Linked DNA regions of Mus musculus: region 1 is linked to region 2. The links are chromatin contacts, called in public HiChIP or PLAC-seq maps. All regions are on one chromosome and are shown on one strand. Each heading gives the region's core, a stretch centred on a gene start, on an enhancer-like site or on the middle of the called end of the contact. The rest is flanking DNA. Distances are from core to core; before and after follow the strand shown.

Region 1 (6,634 bases), core at 3,151-5,650, 990 kb before region 2:
GGGCCAGAATACCAACCCTGGACCATCATAGCCGTGATTGTCCACATTTCTGAGGGGTACACATGTCAAGAGCATAAACTTGTCCAGCCTAACTCTATGTAACACACCTTACCTTCTTCAAATCAAATTCAAACTTTAAAATAACTTTCCAAAGCCAAGCATAGTAGCATACATCCCAGCACTAAGGGCTGAAGCAGAAGGATCATGAGTTTTATAAGGCCAACCTGAACTACAAGTCTCAATAATACACACACACACATACACACATACACACATACATACACACACACATACACACATATACACACACATACATACACACACACATACACACACACATACACATACATACATACACACACACACACACATACATACACACACACACATACACACACACACACATACATACACACACACATACATACACACACACATACACACACACATACATATACACACATACACACACACACACACATACATACACACACACACACACATGGTCCTTTGTTACTTTTCCTCCCAAATCACTTTCTGTAGGTTGTTCTTATATAATTTACATACTTATTAAATTCTCTCTTATTTTTAACTATTTGCTTTGTATCAATAATACATTTTAAATGTTCTTTAGCTGTTTCATGAGCCAATTTATTCAAGTTTTCTAAATCAGATTATCATTTTCTAGTTTTCTCCCTGCTTCCCAAGCCTAATGAAATAAATGGAGATTTTTTATAATTCAAAGTTAATATTTAAGTAATAATTTTTGTCATAAAACTTGAGGCAAATACAAGGTAAAGAGTGTTTCCCCAGCTAGAGAGATGGCTCAGTGGTTTAGAGCACTTGTTCTTACAGAGGACCCAGGTTCAGTTCTTAGTACCCACATGGTAGCTTACAACCATATGTAATTCCAGTTTAAAAGGATACAATTCCACCTCTTCTGACCTCCACAGGCACTAGGTATGCATGTGGTTGATGTACATGCATGCAGGAAAAACACACATAAAACATAAATAAATCTAAAAAACTATTCTTAAAAGTTATTCACCTGTTAGTACCAGCCCAATCAGATAAACCCTGTATTTCGGAAATGGATATGTCATATCTGAACCAATCACACACCTTAAGCAAAGCTGTAAAAGTAGCTAGTAAGACCACTTAGCAAAGCATGGGAAAGAAACAAACAAATTAGAAAGGTTTGGTGCAGAAGAGGAAGATTGAAAAAAAGAGTCCAAATTTAGTACCTTTAAGTTTGGTATGATTGTGAAGGAGTGGGTCAGCAGAAACCATGCAAGGCCACCAAGGGTAACCTGACACTTTGGACCACACCAAATCACCAACGTTGTATTTTAACAAGAGGTCTCTGTCTCTGCCAGTATTTGGACAGGACTCCTTCTTAACTGGAATCTATAAGTGAACAACAAAAGATAAATATTAACATTCAGTAATTACCCTTAAATTCAATCTTCTATCTATAAAAGAACAAGTATTAATCAGAAATTTAAAATAAAAAGTCTAAGGGTTCAAAACGTAGGAGAGGACTGGGGTATAATTCACTGGAAGAGCACTTGTCTTCATGTTTAAGGGCCTGATCTTCAGAGAATGTTTCCCTTTCGTATTTTAGATTTCACCTTCAATATCAATCGCTTCTCACAATTGCTTCTCTCATTCTCACCTAAAGCATTATCATAAGTCCTGACAAATAACAAGTTCTCAATATTACTAAGTTGGTGCTTTATTCACAGAACCCTCAAAACATTTTGCCCCCTACCCTGGCCACATACATTATCTGATAGTCTTTGAGAACATACACCTCAGTCAACATATTGACCTCCTATGCATAAGCAGAGGCCCTAGCCCTACCATTAGTGTAGAAACAAGTGTTTGCACCTATGCGTGAGCATGTGCTGTAAGTGCTCAAAGCTCTCTTAAGCTCAGTTTCTCCATCTCTGAAACATGGACAAATTGAACATCCTCTCTTAGGGCAATTCCTCCTCTTGTTGCATAATTACCCACAAATCTCACTGGGTGCCACAGATTTGTAAGCACAGCAGTGTTGACTACTAAGATTCATATTATACTTTCAAGAGATGTTAGCTCAAATGGCTGCACAGCATTTCAGTATTCCTTCACTGTGTTCAGTAGAGAGCAATTTTAATCAAATCAAGTGGCAAATGGTATTGTAGCGGTGGACCTGCCTCTACACTACCAAATACATACATACTGTGCTCCTAGAGTGAACAGATCTACAGCGGGACTACCACTAGATTGGGTATCTCTACCGCTACACTAATGAGGAAGAAGTCCAGTCTGTGATAATCATGATCAGGCTTCTCCAAAAAACTCTGAAAGCATTAAGGTTCACTACATCTACAGACATGCCCACAAACCTCTAAATCAGCCCAGGTGATTATGCTGGTCTTTTAAAATATTTACCTTTGGGCAGCTATGGTGGTGCAAACTTTTAATCCCAAATCCTAGCATTTATGAAGCAGAGACAGGCAGATATCTATGAGTTCCAAGTCAGGGCCACATAGTGAAACCATATCCCACTCCCCATCAAAAAAGGAAAAACAAAGATTTACCTTTGGAATTCCATTAGCAAGAATGAAATAGCTCCTCAAAACCACTACTTTTAAACCCTAAAAGTACTTCATGGTTTTAAGGATTTCAAGGAAATTCCAACTGTTCTTTGTAGTAATTCTAAACAAAATCTCACAACTACAATATTAAACCAAATACTCCAACTTTCACAATGCCAACAATCCTTTGAATTTCAACTTACCTGTCTTGAGTTTTCTCAGTAAACCTCCAGCTGCAGCTAAAGATCACAACACCTAGTACTCAGAATGAGCCAGCAGGGGTCTGCCTGGCGCCCTATTTCCTTCCAGCAAGAGCAAGGTCACTTAGCTGTTTTACATGATCTATACTCACTAAAATGTAAGGATCATCCTGCATGTCACTTTTATGACACTGATGACATAAACTATCTAACAGAATGATAACCTAAAGTGAGGGCTTTTCTTTCTCAGCCTTTGATGAATGAATCAGCACATGCCTGCTTATATACAAAGCGCTAGGCTTACACTAAAACCCCAAAACAGGAAGGTGTGTGACATAGTCTGACTGTCCAGGAGGCTAAAAAGACCACTGAGTAGACAGTGGCACATGTAGAAAGCATGACAGCAGTGCTTCTCCATAGCATAGCTCTGTTCCATTATTCACTAGATGGCACAGACTTAGTTAGTAATATTAGTTTACTTTAATATTGTAGTTGTGAAATTAATATATCTCCACTGAGCAGTTAGCCTAAAAATACCTGAGAGATGGAACCCATAAAAACAGTAGACCTAATAAGGTCATGAAAACTGACAGACCTACATTCAGAAATTATTATTCTTGTTGTTTTTAGACAGTCTTATTGGCAACCCTGACTGGCTTTGTACTCAGAGGTCTGCCTACCTCTGTCTCTTGAGTGCTGGGATCAAAGCCTTCTTAGCCACTTTAATCCTGAATGGTTAACCTCACTAGCCTTCTCAAGTGGCACAACTTGTGGCTGTGGTACTTAATGTCCAGATATTTGGAAGCCCAACAACCAACCAGGAGCCAAGCCTTAATCAGTATCACCTGCACAGGACCAAGGCAAGACGGCAACTGCCACCATCAGGGTTGTTTCCCATCCCTTCCACCTACTGTCAAACATTTATGTATTCTACATAGGTCTCATGCACACCATTAATTGTCATATAATCCAACAGAATCCTTCACAAATACCTTTTTATCTGCAGGACTTGAGATCTTGGACACTAAAGCTGCTTCCACAAGGCCCTGCTCCAGTAAAGAGTCATATTTTATGCTCCTCTTCCTGTTCCTCCTAGTCTTATTATCAGATTTTTGTTCGTTTTCTTCTGACTGAGACACATCAGCAGCACCGTCACCACAAATTGAAGATTCAAAGAGAGGTTTCCCATTCATGTATGTTTTGGTGATTTTCAGTTTAATTTCTGGAGAGCCATTTTTGATAGGTGTAGTATTGGGTGGTGTCCCAATTCCTTTTACTTCCTGGGCCTCAAAACACAATTTAGTATCATGAGCACCAGGTTCTCCATTAAAAACACAAGAAGTAAGATCTTTCAACTTCTCTGCTGGAAGAAAGGGGAGCGCATCATGGCCATTAAATTTCTGCATGACCCCCTCCTGTAGGCTGTTAGAAAGTTGAGCTTTGCTGAGGAATACAGAACATTCATGATTCACTTCACAGTTCTGAGTCTTTCCATTTGCACTGCCAAGGATTTCTGGTGTCTGCTTCATCTTCATGCACTTTACAACTTTCTGAACAGAAAGAGGACTTTTTCTGATGCTAAATTCCATCCAGCCTAGATCCTTTGGTTCTTAGAACACTACAGCATTAAAAAATAAATAAAAATAAAAAATAAATAAAAGGAAGAAAAAAGGCAACATATTACATTTTATACCTAGTATAGGTATGTCAGTATCTCTAGTTCTGAAGATGTTGAGTTTTATTCAGTGTTGTCTTTTGAGACAATTTACAATGTTTTATACAATAATTTAGTCTGTACAAAGTAATTTTAATATCACAAAATAATACAGCTGAAAAGACAAGGAATCATTTGTAAAAGGGAAAGTAGTCGGGACAGGTATATCACCACCAACCAACATGGCAGGATGCCTGACTTAAGAGTTTAACCTGTGGGCTAAAGTGGCGGCTCAGTGCTAAGAACACTTACCGTGTTTTGCAGAGGACCCAGTTTCAGTTCCCTGCAACTAAACGGTGGCTCACAACCACCTGCAACTCAAGTTGTAAGAGTCTAACACTCCCCCATCTGGCCTCCACAGACACTAGGCACACTTGTGGTGTATAAATACACAGGCAAAATACCCATACACATTTTTAAAAATTAAAATAATTAAAAATTATGACAGAGAAGCAGTTATTATTAAAAAGTCTATATGTTGCCATACCAAATTAAGGTAGGAAGTCACCTGTCTGGGGCCTTTCTGGGCCAGAGTAAATTCAAAACACTCCCAGATAACTTAGTGACAGTCTAACTCAAAGAAAAAAAGTACAGTGAGTTAGGGATGTGTTCAGTAGTAGGCTGATGGCATATATACACCAGCCCTGGTTCGATCCCAAGTATTAGGGGAAATGAAAGGGAGTAGGAAATCTATAACTAAGAAATGCTGTCTAAAAGTAAAAATGTCAATGGGTAGTCTTTTTTAAATATATGATTTATGTGCACCTGTGTGTGTGTGGGGGGGGGTGTGCGCGCGCACGCGTGCGCATGTAGGAGTGTCCAGCACCCATGAAGATCAGAAAAGGGCACTGGATCTCACAGAATTGAAATTAACGATCGTTGTGAATGTTAAATCGCAACCAAGGTACTCTGCAAGAGGAGCAAGTCCTTAACCACTGAGCAATCTCTCCAACCCCTTAAGAGACTGTCTTAATGGCACACCAGAAGCCAGCTGTGGCGGTGCATGCCTTTAGTCTCAGCATTTAGGAGTCAGAGGCAGGATGATCTCTCTGAGTTCAAGGCCAGCCTGGTCTACAGATATTCTCATTTTTTTATAATATTTTATTATATTACTCATGTATATGTCTGTGTGTGTGTTGTGTATTTGCAGAGGTCAGAAGGTGTCATATCCCCTGGAACTCAAACAAACTCCGGTACTCTAGACAAACAATGCTCACCATTAACCACTGAGCAATCTCCCCAGTCGATGGAGATTCAAGGTCTGTCTGAACTACAAAGAGAGACCCTCTCTCAAAAACAAATTTAAGGCACATTTGAGAAGAGTCAAAAAAATTGAAACTAGATTTAAAATATTCCAACTTTTAAAACAGGGGAAAATTTTGAGGTGAGAATATAGTTTCACCATGCTGAGGAACAAAATGAAGTCTGTATTCCCACCCAGAACGTAAAGAGAGGATGAAGAAGGAAAAAAAAAAAAAAACTTGGGGGGAGGGGATTTCCCAATTTAGTGAAACAAACTAACAGTCAGTTTAGCAAATCCCAAGCATGACAAAAATACAAGGAACTCATACCAAAAATCTAAAAATAAACACATAAGTAAATAAATGTCACTTATCAGACTCAAGTCCAGACTACATTAAGTTCAAGGCCATCCTAAGTTACACAGAGAGTGCCTTTTAAACAATAAGAGCTTAGGCTGGAGAGATGGCTCAGTAGGTATGAATATTATTGGGGGCCAGAGACAGCTCAGCTGTTAAGAGCACTAGCTACTCTTCCAGAGGACCCAGGTTCAATTCCCAGCACCCACACACTGGTTCACAACCACCTGGAAATCCAGTTCCTAGGGATCCTACACGCTCTCTTCTAACCTCTGTTAAAACAGGCACACATGTGCTACAAAACATACACGGAGGCAAAACACACATACACAGAAAGTAAAACAAATCTTTTTCAAAATTAAAAAAAAAAATGTGTGCTGTTCTTCCAGAGGACCCAAAACTCAGTTCCTAACACACACACTGAGCAGTTCACAATTTATAATTACAGCTCCAGAAAGATCTGATTTGGGAAGATCTGATATCTCTAGCCTCTAGGGGAACCTGCATTCACATGCACCAACCCAAACACATAGTAAATGT
Region 2 (7,034 bases), core at 3,052-5,551:
TGACCAGAGGACCACTTTTTCCAAGGACCCATAACTGTTCTTGCTCCAACAACAAAGCTCCATTACAGCTGATCAAGTTAAAACTCTCCTCCTGAAAAAAAAAAAAAAGCCGCCGGGCATGGTGGCACACACCTTTAATCCCAGCAATGGGGAGGCAGAGGCAGGTGGATTTCTGAGTTTGAGGCCAGCCTGGTCTACAGAGTGAGTTCCAGAACAGCCAGGGCTACAGAGAAACCCTGTCTCGGGAAAAAAAAAAAAAAAAAAAAAAAAAAACCCCAGAAAACAAAAAACAAGAACAAAAACAAAAACAAAAAAAACAAAAAAACTCTCCTCCTGCTAAGTGACCAGAGGACCCATCTATCTCTTCAATGGACCCACAACTACCCCTCTGACAAAGACACTCCTCAGCAGGAAAACAGTCCTGCCTTCCTCTATTACCTAGAGTTTAGAATGACAGTTTCCCGCTGAAAGACTACACCTCCCAGCTTCCCTTGCGGCCAGTCAAGGGAATTCGGGAGGGAACGTGTAAAACGGGTGGTGGTAATTTTATCCCATAAAAAGATCTCAGCTTTCTTTCTAGGGTATGCTCTCATCTTCCTGCATTGAGTGGGACATTCTCTTATCATGGGATGAGGGATTCTCCTGCATAGCTTGGGACATATGGACCATTCATCCATGTGGTTGAGATTGTGTCCCCATCCCCCCAACTTTGCGGTGTGTCTGCCAATAAACACAGTCTTGCCTAAAGTCAGACTTACCTCTCTTTCTTCTTTTCTGCCTCCATTAAGCCACCCTGAGAAATCTCTCTCTCTCTCTCTCTCTCTCTCTCTCTCTCTTTCTCGGGGGGGGGGCAGAGGGGCGGTGGTGGTGATAATAAATTTACCACAACGGAATACGGAATACCTCCTACTTGGAAGTGTCCAGTGTGCAGGTCTCTACCAACCCAAACCCTAAGATATTCCTAGGTTTCTGTGATCCTTTGGTTGTTGTTGATATTCAATTCTGATAATTGAATCCTGGGGGCCAGTGCTCTTCCCCGGAAATGGGGATTGAAAACTAAACCAGTACAGGCTAATCAAACTCTACCACTGAAAACAACCCCAGCTTTCTATGTCCCTCCAATAATCAGTGACAATAGCTATGGTTTTAATGCTACTTTAAAATTGTAATGTAAACCGGGCGTGGTGGCGCACGCCTTTAATCCCAGCACTCGGAGGCAGAGGCAGGCGGATTTCTGAGTTTGAGGCCAGCCTGGTCTACAAAGTGAGCTCCAGGACAGCCAGAGCTATACAGAGAAACCCTGTCTCAACCCCCCCACCCCCAAAAAAAATTGTAATGTAAAATAAGCTACCCTGCAGGGATGACAGTGAAGTGGGTAGCCTGAGAACCTGAGACTTTCATCACAGGAAGCCATGTGATGTGATGCATCTGTAGTCCCACCCCTACTACTAATTGTGGACCTTACCAAAGCTTAAGGGCTACTAGCTAGCCTGGGGAACCCTGGGATCCCAACCTTATCCAGGCCATTGATTATGCTAAACCTAGAGTGTCCCAATGTTCCTATTTGTTGGGACATCTTTCTCTTTAAGAAGAGTTTGGTGAATTACAGTTCCACTCTGTAACCAGACTGGCATTGAATTCATGACAATCCTTCTACCTCTGCTTCCCTCCAAGTTCTGGGCTTATAGGAGCAAACCACCATGCCCAGTGCACTTGCCTCTTCTCCATTTCTTTCTTTCTCTGACAGCTAAGGCTGGGGATGGGACCCAGGCCTCACACATACTGGGCAAACTCTCTGTCCCAATCAAACTTCAGCCCTGTTTTTGAGCTGTGTCATCCTACCAACCTCCTGCTTCATTCTGTAAGTATTTTATAACTAGAGATAGGGTTTCAGGTCATAACACTGCTGTGTTGTCTTCTTTTTTTTTTTTTAAGATTTATTTATTTATTATATGTAAGTACACTGTAGCTGTCTTCAGATGCACCACAAGAGGTCATCAGATCTCATTACTGGTAGTTGTGAGCCACCATGTGGTTGCTGAGACTTGAACTCAGGACCTTCGGGAGAACAGTCAGTGCTCTTTTTTTTTTTCCGGGGGGGGGGGAGGGTTTCGAGACGGTTTCTCTGTGCATCCCTGGCTCTCCTGGAACTCACTTTGTAGACCAGGCTGATCTCCAACTCAGAAATCTGCCTGTCTCTGCCTCCCGAGTGCTGGGATTAACAGTGTACACCACTACACCTGGTTCAGTCAGTGCTCTTAACCGCTGACCCATCTCTCCAACCCTGCTGTGTGTCTTCTAATCATGAAGACCACTGAATCATTAATGCCTCTAGTTAATCACAGAACCTTTTTTTGTTTGTTTGTTTGGTTTTTTGGTTTTTTTCGAGGCAGGGTATCTCTGTATAGCCCTGGCTGTCCTGGAACTCACTTTGTAGATCAGGCTGCCTCCAACTCAGAAATCTGCCTGCCTCTGCCATCTGAGTGCTGGGATTAAAGGTGTGCGCCACCAAGTCTGGCATCACAGAACCTTTTTTAGTTTTTCCCCAGCTTTAACTAAACAAGCTATAGGTTTCCAGTATTTTCCAAAAAATATATAAAAATATATTTGTTTTGTTTTATTTTGAAAGCAAAAGCATTGTAAAACAGTAGAGGATTTGGGAATGGGCCAAGGGGTCTCCCATTGCATGATAAGCAAAAGTTCCCATGGTGGTATATATAATCCCATCACTGGAAGAGTTTGCGGCCAGTCTGAGTGAGAGATTGTTAAAAAAAAAAAAAAGTGTGGGGGGGGTATGTTTTAAAGAAAAAAGCCAGGTGGTAGGGCACATATTTCTTTTTTTTTTTTAAAGATTTATTTTATTATTATATGTTAGTACACTGTAGCTGTCTTCAGACACACCAGAAGAGGGAGTCAGATCCTGTCACGGATGGTTGTGAGCCACCATGTGGTTGCTGGGATTTGAACTCTGGACCTTTGGAAGAGCAGTCGGGTGCTCTTACCCACTGAGCCATCTCACCAGCCCTAGGGCACATATTTCTAATCCCAGCACTTGGGAGGCAGAGGCAGGCAGATCTCTTGAGTGTGAGACCAGCCTCATCTACAGAGCAAGTTTCAGTACAGCCAGGGCTACAAAGAGAAACTATCTTCAAAACTAAAAATAACCAAACAAAAAGTTGATAGATTTTAAGAGGCTACTTAAAAAAAAAAAAGAAAAAAAAAAGAAAAAAGATGGCGAGCCACATCTAAATAGTGAGTTCCAAGTCAGCCTGGACTACATAGGGAGAACCCTATTGCAATATTTCCTATCGAGAGAGAGAGAGAGAGAGAGAGAGAGAGAGAGAGGAGATAAAAGGATAAAAATAAAAATTTAGTAAGATGAATAATACTTTCATGTGACTTAAGAAAACGAATAAGCCAAGCATGGTCGCACATGCCTATTTTCCCTTTATCCAAAAGGTCAAGGCAGGAAGGTCAAGAGTTGAGGCTAGACTGGCACACATAGCAAGTTTCAGACTTGCCTGAGCTAAAAAGTAAGATCCTGACTCAAATCAAATCCTATGTAAACCAGGCTGTCTTCTGCCTTTTTGGGGTTAAAGGAGCGTGCAGCCAAGCCTTGGTTTCCTCTGCAGATCCTAATCAAAGAAAAGGTAATTTCAATTTTCTTTGTAGACCAGGCTGGCCTTGAACTCAAAAATCCGCCTGCCTTTGCCTCCCAAGTGCTGGGATTAAAGGAATGCCAGGTCCATTGTAATTTCTTCCAGACACTTCTTTAGGTGCTATGAATATAGAGTCCTAAAGAAAACAGACAAGGATGGAAAGAAACAGGCAACACAGATAAAATGAGGTACCTTCAATGCTAGAGAGGCAATGAAACAAAATCAAAGTGTAATCAAATACTTTCCTGGGTTATCTTTTGAATTTCAGTGTGATTAGAAGCAATAGGAGGATGGTGTGACCTAAACCTTTGATTATAGTTATTAGAAGGTCCCACAATCTGCCAGGATGGAAGCAGACAGGGCCCTAGAGTGGCATCTGTCCACCTCAGAGATATGGACCATAGCACTGGTAACAGTCTGAGACAGGAACTGGGTAGAACGATGTGTTTCTCTTTAAGAGTCAACGCGGTGGGGGCGGGGCTGAGCGTGTCTGGAGCTAGCGGAGGGTGGAGGTACCAGCCGGGAAGAGCCGCCCTCCGGATTGCGCGCGCGCCGTGCGGGGGCGGGATCGAGACCCGTCCGCATGGCTGGCTTTGGCCCCGGATGAGGAAGTGCGGTAGGTGGGGGGGGAGGGCACTGTGGAAGCGGTGGAAGCTGGAGCGCCCTCGGGCCTCGGCTCCCGAAGATCTGGTAGAGTTGGCGGCGGCGGGGACAGCAGGGACGGAGGCAGCCGACGCCAAAGTGGAGGGATGAGCACGAGCCGTGGAGGAGGCCACAGGGTAAGAGGCCTGGGCAGTCCCACGACCGCCTGGGGGTCCTCCGCCGGACGGTGCTGACTAAAGGGGGTCCGGGCCCCCAGCCTTTCAGGGAGCCGAAGGGCACCGAAGCAGTGCTGTTAGTGACAAACACCCACAGACATCCAGGAGATCAGGCTCTACGTCCCTGGGAGAAAACAGCTTCTCGGAGTCCTGGTTCCAGGGGAAGGAGGCTCCCATTCAACCTTCATCTGCAGGGGACCCCCAACTTCTCTCTCCTTGGAGAGGACGACGCCCCTTGTTGGTATACGCCTTTCCTCGGCTCTGGTCGATTTGTCAGCGAAGGGAGACCCGTTTATGGTGCCAAGGGGAATTCTTTATTCAAAAGAGCGACCCCCACTTTGGTCAGCGTCTTCCAAGTGAAGGAGGTTCTCAACTTTCCCAAAAGTGACAGAGGTATCCTATCTGCAAGAAACAGATCTCTCGATCCTTTATTTTTCACTTTCACCCCAAGATAGAGGGAGGCCCTGAATTTATGATATCGTAAGTCAGCTTTTCTCCCCTTCCCCCAGTCATGTCCACCAAGGGAGCTTTGGTTTTTGTGTTTTTATTAAGTCTCTTAGTATTGATTGAGCTGCTGCTCCTCTTTTGGAGTGTGATATTTGCAAGTTTGTATCTCCCACTTAACATCCTCATGACCTTGCCTCATCCCCTGTCAGTTGCAGCCCATCCTTAACCTGGGTACTTTTTTTTCTCTGAATTGTCATGAGGGCTCAAGGGAACTTTTGTGGAAAATGCTTGGTGCACAGTGAACGTTTGGTCAGTTGTTAGTATTGATATATTAAGAAAGAAAAGTCATGTCCTCAGAGAAACTGTTATTGGCATGAATGTATCCTCCATCACAAATTGCAACCCTCTTTCCACCAGAAAGGCTTTCCCTGCTCCTAAGATACAGTATTCTTCCTCTCACTTTGGATCTTGCTGTACTCTACTCCCTAAGTTAACAGAGAGCCTTGGTGAAAATCAGGGAAAGAAATAGTAAGTTTTGGAAACATGTTAGCACTTTACCTGTTTATTATTTTGATTTGAGGGATTTTTTTTTTATAGCTCGGGCTCAAACTAGGTAGGTAGTCAAGGCTAGCCTCTAGTCCCCCCAATAATCTTTTTTTTTTTTTTTTTTTTTGAGACAGGGTTTCTCTGTAGCCCTGGCTGTCCTGGAACTCACTTTGTAGACCAGGCTGGCCTGGAACTCAGAAATCCGCCTGCCTCTGCCCCAATCTTTTCTCACTTTATAGGACACTCCTAGTTCAGGCATGCACCACCATGTGCCACTTTATGTTTTGTTTTGAGACAAGCTCTCATGTAGGCTGTGCTGGCTTCAGATTTGCTATGTAGCCAAGCCTCTGATCTTCCTGCCTCCATCTCTTCATTAAGAGTCTTAAGAGGGAAGGAAACGTGGTGCCAGAAGCCAGACGTTCTTTGTCCACCAAATCTGTCTAGATCTCCTCTCTCTTCAGTTGCTTTTGTTGGCAAAAAAAAAAAAACAAAACAAAAAAAAAAAAACAAAAAAACAAACCTTCCCCTTATCTACACATCCTCTTCAGCCTCCAGCTCTCCAAAGTAAAAGACTGTCCTTTTCCAGTATGTAAAGCGTTGTAGATGGCTTCCTACCCCTCCCCCTTGGATAAATACATGAACGTCTTTCATATGTGGTGTCTTTTGTCAGTAGACGTCAAGAGCGTTTTCAGTTTAAGCCTCTGTTGAGAGATGGATTGCTTTTTCTGCATGTTAATAAAAAGGGAAAGGAAAACAGCCTTGATGCCTTAAGAGATTCCCTGCACACACACTTCCCATCTAAGAGCTGGGTCCCGTGTGATGATATTCTTCCTGGTCTTGCTTTCAGTTTGTGTTGAGATCTTGATTAGTGGTTTGTTTTTCCTTTGAGACAGGATCTAGCTATGTAGCCCTAGCTGGCCTAACACTCACTGTGTATCTCAGTCTGTCCTCCACAGCCTTCTCGCGTTGGCCTCTTCCTGAGTGTTAGAACCACTGGTGTGAGCCACCACTCCTGGTCTAGGGAGGGCCTAGTAAAAGATTCTTCTTTTTCTGTCCCTCAAGAGGAGGCCTCTTCTCCAAATTCCCTCATGGAAGAATTGGATACAGTGTCTGAATGTCCCTTATGGAGGGGCTGGCTGCAGGATCTGAATCTTTGGAAAAGAAAGCCCTTTTCTCAAGGTGAGAGGAGTGCTGTGAACTCAGGGCGTGATCATTCTTGTGAGTCTTGTTTCTTGACACAAGCATGGCAGTGCTCACTGTTGTTAACAGGGTCTGTACATTCCAGTTCAAGAGGAGGGATTATTGGGGCATGGAGTTTTTCTGATCTGCTTTCTTTGTTTGTTTTTCCCTTTTTTCTTTTTTCTTCTTGCTTTACTGCTATCAAGTTTTGCTTCCAAAACTATTGTTTTGCGGAAACGCTGAATGATGAGACATGTTGGCATTGTGGATTTGGGGCAGCGTGGTAAAATACATTCATTCTAATGACGTGGGGGGTTGTGACGGTCCACCTTTACTGGCTTTAGTCAGGTTTTTGATTTTTTGGTAGGGTAGGAGTTCAATTACC

What was found. HiChIP or PLAC-seq counts read pairs in DNA pulled down with a chosen protein or histone mark.
Region 1: an H3K4me3 HiChIP or PLAC-seq map of bone marrow-derived macrophages shows a contact between it and region 2, with 4 times the contacts expected there. The contact joins the promoter of Nsd2 here to the promoter of Prr14l in region 2. A contact is called at or near these places in 2 of 39 promoter capture datasets (liver and pre-B cells) and 1 of 115 datasets of contacts at active chromatin or transcription factors (bone marrow-derived macrophages).

What each region holds. Positions count from the first base shown.
Region 1 is chr5:33,840,878-33,847,511 of GRCm38.p6, reverse strand. It overlaps Nsd2 (nuclear receptor binding SET domain protein 2), which reads right to left and starts at 4,400. Exons shown (of 21, transcript NM_175231.2): 1 at 3,775-4,400; 2 at 1,245-1,407. The coding sequence starts at 4,371.
Region 2 is chr5:32,851,497-32,858,530 of GRCm38.p6, reverse strand. It overlaps Prr14l (proline rich 14-like), which reads left to right and starts at 4,301. Exons shown (of 11, transcript NM_194340.2): 1 at 4,301-4,438; 2 at 6,533-6,649.